Linked DNA regions of Mus musculus: regions 1, 3 and 4 are each linked to region 2. Evidence: chromatin contacts called from public HiChIP or PLAC-seq and promoter capture Hi-C data. All regions are on one chromosome and are shown on one strand. The core of a region is the stretch at or near the end of the contact, and the rest is flanking DNA. Distances in the headings are between cores, read along the strand shown. Region 1 overlaps Nhej1 (non-homologous end joining factor 1). Region 2 holds the start of Ptprn (protein tyrosine phosphatase, receptor type, N). Region 3 overlaps Obsl1 (obscurin-like 1). Region 4 overlaps Nhej1 (non-homologous end joining factor 1).

The links. Promoter capture Hi-C pulls out the DNA fragments that hold promoters and counts their contacts. HiChIP or PLAC-seq counts read pairs in DNA pulled down with a chosen protein or histone mark.
Region 1: a contact with region 2 is called in a FOXA1 HiChIP or PLAC-seq map of pancreatic cancer cells. The contact joins the enhancer-like site here to the promoter of Ptprn in region 2. A contact is called at or near these places in 23 of 39 promoter capture datasets (the 3T3-L1 cell line, 3T3-L1-derived adipocytes, the C10 cell line and 16 more), 2 of 15 datasets of contacts at CTCF or cohesin (CD8 T cells and large pre-B cells), 31 of 484 Hi-C or Micro-C datasets (B cells, the BV-2 cell line, CD4 T cells and 24 more), 9 of 115 datasets of contacts at active chromatin or transcription factors (bone marrow-derived dendritic cells, bone marrow-derived macrophages, embryonic basal ganglia and 5 more) and 4 of 9 other capture datasets (adipose tissue, liver, macrophages and 1 more).
Region 3: a promoter capture Hi-C map of embryonic stem cells shows a contact between it and region 2, with 2.6 times the contacts expected there. The contact joins the enhancer-like site here to the promoter of Ptprn in region 2. A contact is called at or near these places in 8 of 39 promoter capture datasets (the C10 cell line, cranial neural crest, embryonic stem cells and 3 more), 1 of 484 Hi-C or Micro-C datasets (CD4 T cells), 2 of 115 datasets of contacts at active chromatin or transcription factors (embryonic stem cells and pancreatic cancer cells) and 2 of 9 other capture datasets (adipose tissue and liver).
Region 4: a contact with region 2 is called in a promoter capture Hi-C map of embryonic stem cells. The contact joins the enhancer-like site here to the promoter of Ptprn in region 2. A contact is called at or near these places in 14 of 39 promoter capture datasets (the 3T3-L1 cell line, the C10 cell line, the HPC-7 cell line and 9 more), 2 of 15 datasets of contacts at CTCF or cohesin (large pre-B cells and pro-B cells), 1 of 484 Hi-C or Micro-C datasets (bone marrow-derived macrophages), 5 of 115 datasets of contacts at active chromatin or transcription factors (embryonic stem cells, fetal liver, pancreatic cancer cells and 1 more) and 3 of 9 other capture datasets (adipose tissue, liver and macrophages).

Annotation. Positions count from the first base shown.
Region 1 is chr1:75,039,148-75,041,847 of GRCm38.p6, forward strand. The region is part of intron 6 of Nhej1 (non-homologous end joining factor 1); the gene reads right to left. Among named protein-coding and RNA genes, the nearest start is that of Nhej1, 85 kb to the right of the region's middle. Within about 2 kb of position 1,449, at least 42 of the 459 cell types and tissues checked have an H3K27ac peak or open chromatin away from gene starts, as enhancers often do. A contact at or near this core is called in the SN4741 cell line, pancreatic cancer cells and second pharyngeal arch cranial neural crest, where this site is marked.
Region 2 is chr1:75,262,877-75,265,576 of GRCm38.p6, forward strand. It overlaps Ptprn (protein tyrosine phosphatase, receptor type, N), which reads right to left and starts at 1,332. Exons shown (of 23, transcript NM_008985.3): 1 at 1,128-1,332. The coding sequence starts at 1,251.
Region 3 is chr1:75,494,087-75,496,786 of GRCm38.p6, forward strand. All of the region lies in intron 8 of Obsl1 (obscurin-like 1), which reads right to left. Among named protein-coding and RNA genes, the nearest start is that of Obsl1, 11 kb to the right of the region's middle. Within about 2 kb of position 1,300, at least 23 of the 459 cell types and tissues checked have an H3K27ac peak or open chromatin away from gene starts, as enhancers often do. A contact at or near this core is called in embryonic stem cells, where this site is marked.
Region 4 is chr1:75,014,617-75,017,357 of GRCm38.p6, forward strand. The region is part of intron 6 of Nhej1 (non-homologous end joining factor 1); the gene reads right to left. Among named protein-coding and RNA genes, the nearest start is that of Ihh, 64 kb to the left of the region's middle. Within about 2 kb of position 1,490, at least 35 of the 459 cell types and tissues checked have an H3K27ac peak or open chromatin away from gene starts, as enhancers often do. A contact at or near this core is called in adipose tissue, where this site is marked.

The DNA of each region.
Region 1 (2,700 bases), core at 199-2,698, 220 kb before region 2:
CTGTTATGTCTGAAAGAAGAGCTAGCTGAAGGAAGGAAAGATCAGGGCCCACAAAGGGATAATACAGAAAACAATACCAGACAAATGAATGAGATGTGTCCAAGCAGGAAGCTATAACACTTTAGGTGTATAAGTTCAGGGCACCATGATGGAGGATCAAGATGAAGAGGTAAATAGGTCCAGTCTTAATAGCATACAAGGAATTTGGACTTTACCCTACATGCCACTATAAGAACCACTAAAGGACTATAAGCAAGAAAGCAAGACAATCATGTCTCTTTTTCAAAGAGACTATTCTGATAAATGTAAATTTAACTGGGAAGCAGAAAGAGGATGATGGGAAGGCAGGTAAGAGGGCAGTTGCAGCATCAAGCCAAAAGGGTATCAGCTTATCTAAGGCAACAAAAGCTAGACTAAAGAACAGACTCCATGGTGGTTGGTGAGTCATAATTGGAAATGAAAACCAAGAAGAAAGCAGCAATGCAGGTGAAACCTCAGTTTCTGGTTTAGGGAACCGATGGATGATGGTTTAATCTACCAAGGCAAAGAATACAAATAAAGAACGGGTTTAAAGAAAGAAGTAACTAATTCATGTGGAGCATGCATTAGAGGCACTGATACCTACCAGTAAGATAGATATCCATGTGGAAATATCAAGGATGCAGAAAAAAAGCATGGGTCTATATGACATGGTGCTCTAAAACTAGCTCTCAGTGGTTTACAGTGCTGTTGGGACTAGGCTCTCAATGAGACAACCCAGAGGAAGGGAAAATAAATAAGATCTTGGATCTGATCCTGGGTACCATGAACATTCCTGACACAAGGTTTTTTGGTTGTTGTTTTTTTGTTTGTTTGTTTGTTTGTTTTTGTTTTTTAAAAAAAGGAGACCCATCCAGAGAAAACAAGGAAACCCCCTGTAGATGCATGTAACAGGAGAGCAGTTTTCAGGTTGCTCCTGAGTCTCCCCAGGTCTACCCAGTGCTTCTGACATAAACTCAAGCTTAGGAAGAGCAGCAGTGGGTAGCTTTTTAATGTCAAGTAATGCTCTAGAATGCTGCAACTAGACTACAGCTACGGCTACATTTAGGATACTGAGTCAGATCAATGTCAAATATCAAACTTCTTAGCTAGTATATCACACCAAGGAGATTATCTAAGTGTCCCGAGACATTCAAAGTACAGCAACGGGAGATGTTGATGTGTTGGCTATCCTTGTGTAATGTCTGAGAAGAGAGCTACAAAATCCCTATCTCTGTAAGGGCCCCCACCCAGAGAAAGCCAACAACGTGCAGTTGCCCAGGTTTTGGTGTAAAGGGCTGATTCCTAGCCAGAGGTTGCCAGCTGCAGAGGGCGGGGCTCTATTTTGGGCTGCCTGCTGTCGCTGAGCCTGTCCGAGTCTGGTTTGAGCAGCATGCAGCCCCAGTGACTCACACACCCATGCTAACCGCCTGTGGCTCAGTGGCATGGCCTCAGAAAGCCAACCTCAGGCCAGCTCCCTCCTCACCCTATTACACTGGGATAAATAAATAAAGAGCCCGCCAGCAGCCACACAGCCTGATAGCAACCAGATGGGGAAAGAAAGGCATGGGCAGGGCCAGGGAAAGGAACTCCTCCAACAGAACAGCTGTAAGGGGCTTCACCAGCCTGTGCTCATCCGTAACACAGTTATCCTGCCATGTGTAACAGTCCCCAATTCCTCAGCTTCTCTCCCACACTTAAAGATGCCTCTCAGCACTTTAGCCCCAGCCCCTGTTACGTCAGGCAGAAGCAGGTAGATCTCCAAGAGTTCAAGATCAAGCTGTTCTACATAGCAAATTTCCCCCTTAGTTGGGTCACTAGCAATTGGTGTCCATATGTTCTCTGAAAATGAAAAGTTAGAGGTTCTTTATCTTATTGTATTTTGTTTGTTTGAGACAGGGTCTCTATGTAGTCCTATCTGGCCTGGAACTTGCCATGAAGACCAGGTTGGCCTTGAATTTGCAGAGATCTGCCTGCTTCTTCTACCTCCTGAGTACTAGGGCTAACTAAAGGTGTGCACCTGGCTAAGTCAGAGTTTCTTAAGGGAAGAAGTAAAGCAAAAACATCAAATATGAGGAAGTACCCCTGTCTAATGGTTAAATATCTTCTCTAACTTTAGCATCCTAGAACTCTCTATGCCCTCCTGGCCCTGTACTGTATGTGTCCATGGCCTCTTGCCTAGCAGGATTTCCAATGGGAATAGAAGTAGCCCCAGGCACTGACCGCATGGCCCTCTGACACTGGCCTGGCCTCCTTGCCTGTTCATCCCAACTGTCTCCCTGGTTTGTTTATTTTCTATTCCATGTTGCTTATTTTGATGGCACATCCTTTCAATCCAGTCTTGGATGACCTCCTGACCCTTTTATGTCCTGTTTATAGGACCCCAGGCAAGCATAGTAACTGAAAAGATACTGTAGCTCTACAGTCCCAGTACAAACCTTTCAGTTCTAGCAGCTACATGAGACATTCTGAAGATAGTACAGGCGCCCTAGAGGTCCCAAGAATTCTCATTACCCAAGCTCCCCTCAACAGAGCATACAGACTTCAGCCACTTACTGCTGCAGCTCAGTTTCCTTATCTTCAAAATAGAAATCTGAGACTGGAGGGATAGCTCAGAGAGCAAAAGGCCACCAACCCTGATGGCCTTGATCCTCAGAACACACATGGTAGAAGAAGGCTGAT
Region 2 (2,700 bases), core at 82-2,581:
ATCTTAGTTTCAGTCTTTAATGACTCAATTTGCCTAAGTGGGAATTGGAATGTGGGAGGAAGGGAGGGTAAATTATGTAGCATTGTGGGAGAGTTCGTGGCCAAATTCAAAAGGAAACGGTGGTTCCCCAAATCTCTCAAAGCATCCCAATTCTAGTGGCGTGGAACTAGAGGAGGAAGCTCCAGCACTCCCTCCCACCCCCCCACCCCCACCCCCGCGTGGTAGGGAAGGGATGCCGGTGCTTGATTCTGGGGCAGCCTGTCCCAGGCAGAGTTGATGGCGCTGTCCATGGTTCTGAACCTAGGAGCTAATGGCACGTCGGGAAAGGAGACGTTTACCAAGGGAAGGGTGGCAGGACAAGGAGTGGCTCATCCTTCCGCTCTGTCTTGTTAACTCTTGGCCTCACAGGAAGTACCGTGCACTGGCCCCCAAGCCAAGGTGGGAAAAGAGGGAGCCAGATGGAGAGGCTGCGCCCCTTCCCCCCACCGCCACCTTCCCACCCCCATCCCGGGCCCATGAGTCAGCGCTGACTATATCCGCTTAGATGTGAGTCAGCACCAGGCCCGGCTGTGGGAAAGGGGACAAGAAGAGGACCCTCCCCTTTTACTCCTCTTCCGTTCCCTCCCCTTGCGTGTTCCCCTTCTTATAGCCGACCAACTCGAGCAAATGGCCTCTCTAGACTTAAAAGATAAATCCTGCTCTGTCTCTAGCCAGTCCTACAGGGAAGCTGGAGTCGGGTAACAGTGGAGAGGCTCCTGCCACCGGTGGTCGCCCATTCCTCTTTCTCGGCTTCCGATTCTCCATCTCGGGTCTCCACCCCGATGCCTCTGGCTTCTCCCACGGTCCTGTAGTCCCTCTAAATCTCTCAACTCGCGTGCACCCCCGCTCCTCCTCCTGTACCTAGTCTTCCCTGGAGCCCACTTTTCCAGGTCCCGCCTGCGAATCCCGGCTCCACCTCCCAGCCTACGCCCCTTTCCTCACCTCCATCTCCCTTCATCTCACTTCATGTCCTCTCATCTTCCTCACCCTACAAACACCCCCCCCCCCGCCGCCTTCCAACATTTATCCTACCCGAGCTTCTTGCTTTTGCGACGCTTCCCCCCGCCCCCATCAAGTTTTCTCCTGACCGTGGGCACTGATGGCGCTGCAGCCCCCGGGGCGGCCGCTCAGCAACAGCAGGCAGACCAGCAGCCGGAGGCCCCCGGAGCCCCCGGAGCCCCCGGAGCCCCCGGGCCGCCGCGGGCGCCTCATCCTTCCCGGCTCTGAGCTCTCTCTCCGGCCAGAGTCTCGGCGACGTTGGTGGGAGTCAGCCCAGGAGCCTAGGCGGAGTCTGCCACTCCCCACCCACCTCCAAGGCGGGGTCTAGTTGCCCCTCTTGAGGCGACCCGGCCAACTGCAGGCGTGCAATGACGACATCTCCACCCCCGGCTCTTATGCCTATTTGCGTCATACTGGCGTAAGAGCCCCCTCTTAGCCGGGGACCTACTCAACCTAAGCCTCCTCCACCATATAGTAGGTTCCTCCCTAGAATTCCCACTGGGTCCACCCACTCCTGACCTGTATTTTTCAGGTCCACCGCCTCTGTCTCCCTGGCTCAGGTTTGGTGAGAAGGACTCAAGTACTATAGGGAACAGGAAAGATACGTGGGCCAGGGAGTATAAACCGTGATACAAGAAGCTTAAGAGATCAGAACAGGAACTCTTACCATGGTTCCATTATCGCTACTGGCGTCTTCCTGAAAAATCAGAGATGGTTAGGCACTCGCACTGGGATAGCAAGGGATGAGCTAGTTGCTTACTCTTGTCTGAAGAAGCCAAAAAGCACCTGCCCCACAGGGTAGTGGTGAGAATTTATGTAATTAGACACTGCAGCAAGACCTGGACCTGCATATCGCAAACACTCCTACGCATTAACTTCGTTTCCTCTTGCAATCTACTCATCTGACTCTTGAAACGGTTACCTTCTTTAGTATTTGCTTTTCGCTTAGTTGGTACAAAGCAATCATACACAAATGTACACAGTGACAGTCAGTACATGTACACGGATGTATGCAATGTGTAATGACCAGATCCACATACCTGGCGTATCTATTACTTCAGACCTTTATAGTTTCTTTGTGTTGGGAATACTTAGCATCTTCTCTGTCAGCTCATTTGAATTAGCCCAGAAATCGTCGCCGCCTGTAGATATCCTGCTGTGCTTCCGAACATCAGCCTTGCTGCTTGCCCAGCTGCACTTGGTGAGTACTGCCATTTGTTATTAGCTCTGGCTGTCCCTTAGCTTCCTGTCTCAAGCTTATTGACGATCTTATGATTTCTACATAAGGTACACGCCACATCAAACCACCCCTCCCCCCCCCCAGCCTTATCACAGTAATTTCCTCAGTGGCTTTTTAATATTCTTAGTTATCCAGTAAGCTACAGAGTTTTCTAAAGTTCAAATTAATTGCATTATCCTTTTGCTTTCTAGTCGTTGTTTCTTTTTGTTTTGTTTTTAAGACAATATGGGTCAGGTGAGATAGCTCAGCAGGTACACATTCACTATCCGAACCCGATGACCTGAGTTTGATTCTTTGAATCCATATAAAGACAGAAGAGAATCAACTCTATGATGTTGTCTTCTGCTCTCTCTCTCTCTCTCTCTCTCTCTCTCTCACACACACACACACACACACAGAGAGAGAGAGAGGCCTTTATAAAG
Region 3 (2,700 bases), core at 50-2,549, 230 kb after region 2:
TAACTAGCAATGCCTGGCAGCACGTGAGCCCCGCTGCCCATGTGCTAATAACAGTCCTGAGTTCCGAGTAGCACAGTAATAAGTAACAATAGGTCCCTGACCTGTCCTTCAAATCCCCAAGACTAGACACTTACAGAATCCAGTATCTTCTGGACTTTAAAAGGATGCATTTCTCATTTGGTAGCTAGCTACCCTTCAGGTCCTGCCTCTGCCCCTTAAAATGATTCCCATTAACATTTTGCTGTCTAATATATATTTACCCTTGGCAAGATATACTAGAAGACACAGTCAAATCTAACAAAGATGCAGATATAGACTAGCCCTACCAGATAATTAAAGAATAATTAAGAATGTATCAGTTAGGGGCTGGAGATGATGGCTCAGCAGTTAAGAGCACTGACTGCTCTTCTGGAAGTCCTGAGTTCAAATCCCAGCAAACACACGGTGGCTCACAACCATCCGTAATGAGATCTGATGCCCTCTTCTGGTGTGTCTGAAGTCAGCTACAGTGTACTTAGATATAATAATAAATAAATCTTTTTTAAAAAGAGAATGCATCAGTTAAATTCAGTTTTAATGTAATAAATTTGACTGTCAAACCTCTGATCTCACTACATAGCCCTGGCTGGTCTCAAACTTACTATGCAGACCAGGACGGCCTAGAAATCACAGAGAATCACCTGCCTCTGTCTCCTGAGTGCCGGGATTAAAGGTATACACCATCATACCAGACAACTGCTAAACTTTTAGCATTTGGTTTTGAGGGTTTGGGGGCTTTACAAATTGTGCAGGAGTGGGATCAGGATCTGTAAACAACGAACACCTCCTAACTCTCCAGTTACTGTGCCGAACACTTTGAGCCTTTAGCCTCACGCTGATGTCTGGAGGAGAGCACTGTGCTGTCTCCGGTTTCCAGATGAAAGAATTGAGGCATGCAATGATTAAGCAATGAATTGCCCTTAAGGTCCCAGACAGCTATTAGCTCCTGGGCAGAAGGAAGAAGCATTCTGTTCTAAAAGGCTCTCCTGCTGCAGGCACTGGGGCGAATCCAGGCCACCCACGTGCAGCAACTAGGGAATACTTCTTGTATACCAGAGTTAATACCTGTCTAAAAGTATCCCAGGGATGCTACACTGTTTCAGTGAGCTCAACCTCAAGCACAGGCCATTCTTCCACAGAAAAGGAGCTAAGTCAATATTAGTAGACCGTCAGCAAGCCCAAGCTTGCCCGTAATACCACGCGCTGTCTTGTTCTCCAACGAATTAAGTTTCCAGAAGACTAGAGTACACCTGGCCCCCTTGTGGCCTGGCTAGGGAACTGTGGGCTTCCCTGTCTAGGATTTTTCAGTTCTCCACCAGACCCAGCCACAGGACACAGGGCATTCTTTTCTCAAAATGTATGATCTAGTCATGATAAGGCCAGGAGATTACAGAAGGCAGCTTCTTCTATATGGGATGGCGGTGGAAGATGTTGGGGCAGTGAGCTGGGCCGTTTGGTGTGGGACTTGATCCACTCTGGCCTGGAGGTGAGGTGGCATTTGTGTGAACTTTACTGTGAGGCGTAGGGTGCTTTGTGGTTGTGGCTGTTGTGTCTGGCCAGGGCTGGGACTGAGAGAATGAAGGTCTCTAGCTGTAAAATAGATTGTGTCCACAGCCTTGTTGCAGTTGTGGGCTCCATCTGGGGTATAGTGAGTGGAATTCCCTAAGCAGCTCTGCCTGGGCATGGCTCCTGGGGCAAGTCAGGGAAGAAGGCAACAGGACCGTGAAGATAGGGTAGTTGTCCTTGTGCTGCCACTGGGGTTCTTCTGTGATGTCCAGAACTGACTAAATGCCCCTACGACCATGCACCCTGGGAATGGTGCCGTGGGCTGTAGTCCTGAGGTGGCCGGCACAAATCACCACCATATTTCTAGCTGTCCTTGACTCCCCGGTACCCGGACTATTCTCAGCCCACCCCTTAACTCAGCCTAACTCCATTACAAGTAGGTAAACATCCTCATTACCCTGACCAGGTTAGCAGCCACGAGCCCAGGGTTTCCTATGCTGTCCTTGACAGCCTATGCCCTGACATGTGTCTGGCTTTCTTACTAGGCTGTGTTCTTTGAGGAGGAAATACATGTGTGTTCATATGCTGTCGAATGCATGGAGCCCAGCCCATACTACAGTGACCCTGTGAGACCTCCGCCCAGGCCCTCCCTGCCTGGCTGTTCTGTGGAGCCCTGGACCCTAATTGAACTTATTTACCATGAGGTTTCTTGGAATGTTTATTGGTGCGTTTATTGGTTTAACACAGGGGTTGCAAATGTGAGGGCCAGATAGGTTAAGTTAATGGCTCAGGGAGTCTGGGGAGAGGCAGGAGAAATGGCAGGGAGGGTGGGACAGAGAAATGGGGGCCCCATACTATGGGGCAGCTGCTACTCAGTGCCAGCCGTTCGTCGCCATGGGGGGAAATGAGACCAGAACCGCCGGGTCTTCGGCTTTTTCAAGAGGACGTAAAACTCCGGGTTGTTATTTGGACTGTCCTGACTTTGGTATGACTCTGCAGGCCAAACAAAACACATCTGTGGGCTGCATAGAGTCAGAGTCCAAGGGGGTCTCCCCATTTGTGACCCCTGGATAGCAACTGCCTTCCCAGCTAGTCTGGCAGCTAACTGACCACCAGCCAGGCACCCAGCCTGGATGGCATTCAGTCAGTGAGCTG
Region 4 (2,741 bases), core at 240-2,739, 250 kb before region 2:
GCTCCATCCAACACAAAGTTAATTCCTAACCTCGACTTCACCACCCTGCCCACTGCTCACATGATTTATCCCCCTATCTGCCTGCATCGGCTTTATAAGCCTCCCAGCTCTACACACCATTATAAAAGATGTCTGTGCTGCTGCCTCAACCTGGCCCAGCACTGGCTCCTGCCACAGTAACCCTTTTCCACCCTTTCATTTTACAAGCCTTCCACCATCATGGAAATCTGAAATCCCACGAAAGAACAGTAAACAAACACCACAGGAGAAAGAAAATACCTATCCAGGCTACTCAGGACAGCAAAAGTCACAAATGGATGGATGTCTAAGCCAGGGATGAAGGCCTCTGAGCACAAGCAGTGAGCTGCCTTCTTGCCTGGGCCCACCTAGACAGTAAGAAGCAGCTGCACACAGATGAGTTGATCCTTCATAGGACTAAACCACACCTGAATCTCAGTTTTACTCTCTGTACTTTGAAAGATACCAATGTGACAGTGGTCAGAGTCACAGCCAAGTACCTGGCATACAATGGGTACACAGAATAGTAGCTATTGTGATCTGGGACGTTAAGCATTTGAAAAATGGGGGTGGGGTAGCAGTTCTTATTCCTTCCTAACGCAAAGTTAAACTTTCAACAAGATTTCTCCTTTATTCTGGGCAAACTTTCCCTTTCAAAGCCAGATTCCACTGATTGATCCAACCCAGAATAAGCCAAAGGAAGTTTCCTAGTAGTGTCTGTTTTACTGTCTTTGTTTGTTGTTTTCTGAAACAGTCTCTCTGTAGCCTAGACTGACCTGGAACTCAGTATATAAGCTTAAGCTGGTGCTCCACTTGCCTCTGCCTCCCAAATGCTGGGATTACAGATGTGGTTTCCCCAGGCCTGGATTTCCCTACTATCTTGAGTAATGTAATATCACCACATTGAACACCTAAAATCTACATCTGCTCCTGTGTCTCCTCATATATCCCAAACACTCCCTCAGCTTCAGAGTCAAAGGCTATACTTTCTCATCACAGGCCTCCAGAGAACCTGCCAGCTCTGCTGGAATCTGCTCTTTCCCTAAAATGCCCTCTTACCACAGAGCCTAAGCTAGAAATCAGGGTCAGACCTTCCCCCAATTAACTTGGCTGAGAATGGACACTAAGGAATTCTCTGCAAGTCTCTGGGGCTCCAAATGCTCTGCCAAGGAGTTGGAGCACTCCCCCAGGGTTCTGTTGTTCACTTGGGGTTAAGGAGCCAGGAGATGGAGGCGGAGGGCAGGAGGGCTGGGGAGGGCAGGAAGAGAAGAGAGCTTTGATTCAGCGACCAGACTGAGTTCTCTACAGGCCGGGCTCCGCTGAGGTTTCTCGGGAGAAACGGGCCTCTGTGGTAGCTGTGTCTGTAAAGCGGATGGAAATGCCCATAAAGCCATATCAAACCCTGTGCAGAGAAGGACAGGGATATATATAGAACCAGGAACCAAAGGAGCCACAGGGGATTCAGGCGGCCAGCTCCGCCCAGCCCTTAAACACGCCTCAGGGAAGGGGGAGGCCCAAGGAACAAGCTCCAGGAATGAAGGCTGGAGACAGCCCGGCGGGTTTGCCAAGGGAGTGGGGAAATTAGGGGCGTCTCAGGGACAATGCTAGAAAGGAACTAACAACTAGGCTGTTGGAATCAATCAAAGTTGGGGGCAACCTAGGTCTGGGGCAGCTCAGGGATGCTAAGGAACCAGACTTGGGGAGTTTGATCAGAGCCCAGGCGACTGCACCTCCACTTTCAATTTGTCCAGGAGCCAGTGTGCATCTCTTCCTCACTTAGTCCCAGCCTCTGGAGAAACTGGGGTTGAGGACAGTGGAAAAAAAGAAAAAAAAAATGTATCCTTAAGAAGTCTCTTAAGTCAAAGTATGCCAAGAAGAAAAATCATCACAAAATAGAATCAAGTCAGGTGTGACAGTTCCCATCTGTATTCCCAGCACCTAGGAGGCTGCAGCAGGATTGCTGTGAGTCTACACCAAGTTTGAGGACAGCTTAAGCTACATAGTGAGACCTTTTCTCAAGGAAAAAGAAGGATAATAACAAAGAGAAACCAGGGACGCAGATGAAGTTCAGCCATCAAAGAGCAACATGGTTAGCAGTACCAGAAACAAAATAACCCAAAACAAATTCACAGAGAGGACAGGACAGCTACTAAATAGATCAGAAGAGACAGTCAGGAGTGACCAGGCTCATCTGCTCAAATTTTTGGGGATCCCTCCCATTAATCTTCTTGCCAAAGTAGGTTGTCAAGATAGAACACCTGTGTAATGGTGATGGGGAGCTAGAAGACACTAAGCCTACAAGAATTTCTTATCTGAGCCACATTCAGACAACCAGTCCTCCAACGCCCTACCCGAAATTCAAGAGAATCCCTCCCTCTCTGCAGCTCCAGTTCCCAGCAGCACAAGTATCCGAGGCTTTGGCGCCACCTGCTGTCTACTCCTGTTAGGGAGTGGACAGCATGAACCTGATATTTGCCTGCCTTGATTCATCACAAATGCTAAAGGAAAAAAAATTTAAGAGAACATTAACTATAACTTATGGGACCACGATACAACTCAGGGACACAGCACTTGAATAACCTCTAATAAAAGGGAGACCCACGGAGAAATTTACTCTGGTTTCCCGGCCTGCTATCTTGGGAAGATTTCTGGTTCACCCAGAACAGTGGTCCTTAACCTTCCTAATACTGCAACCTTTTATACAGTTACTCTTGTGGTGGTGA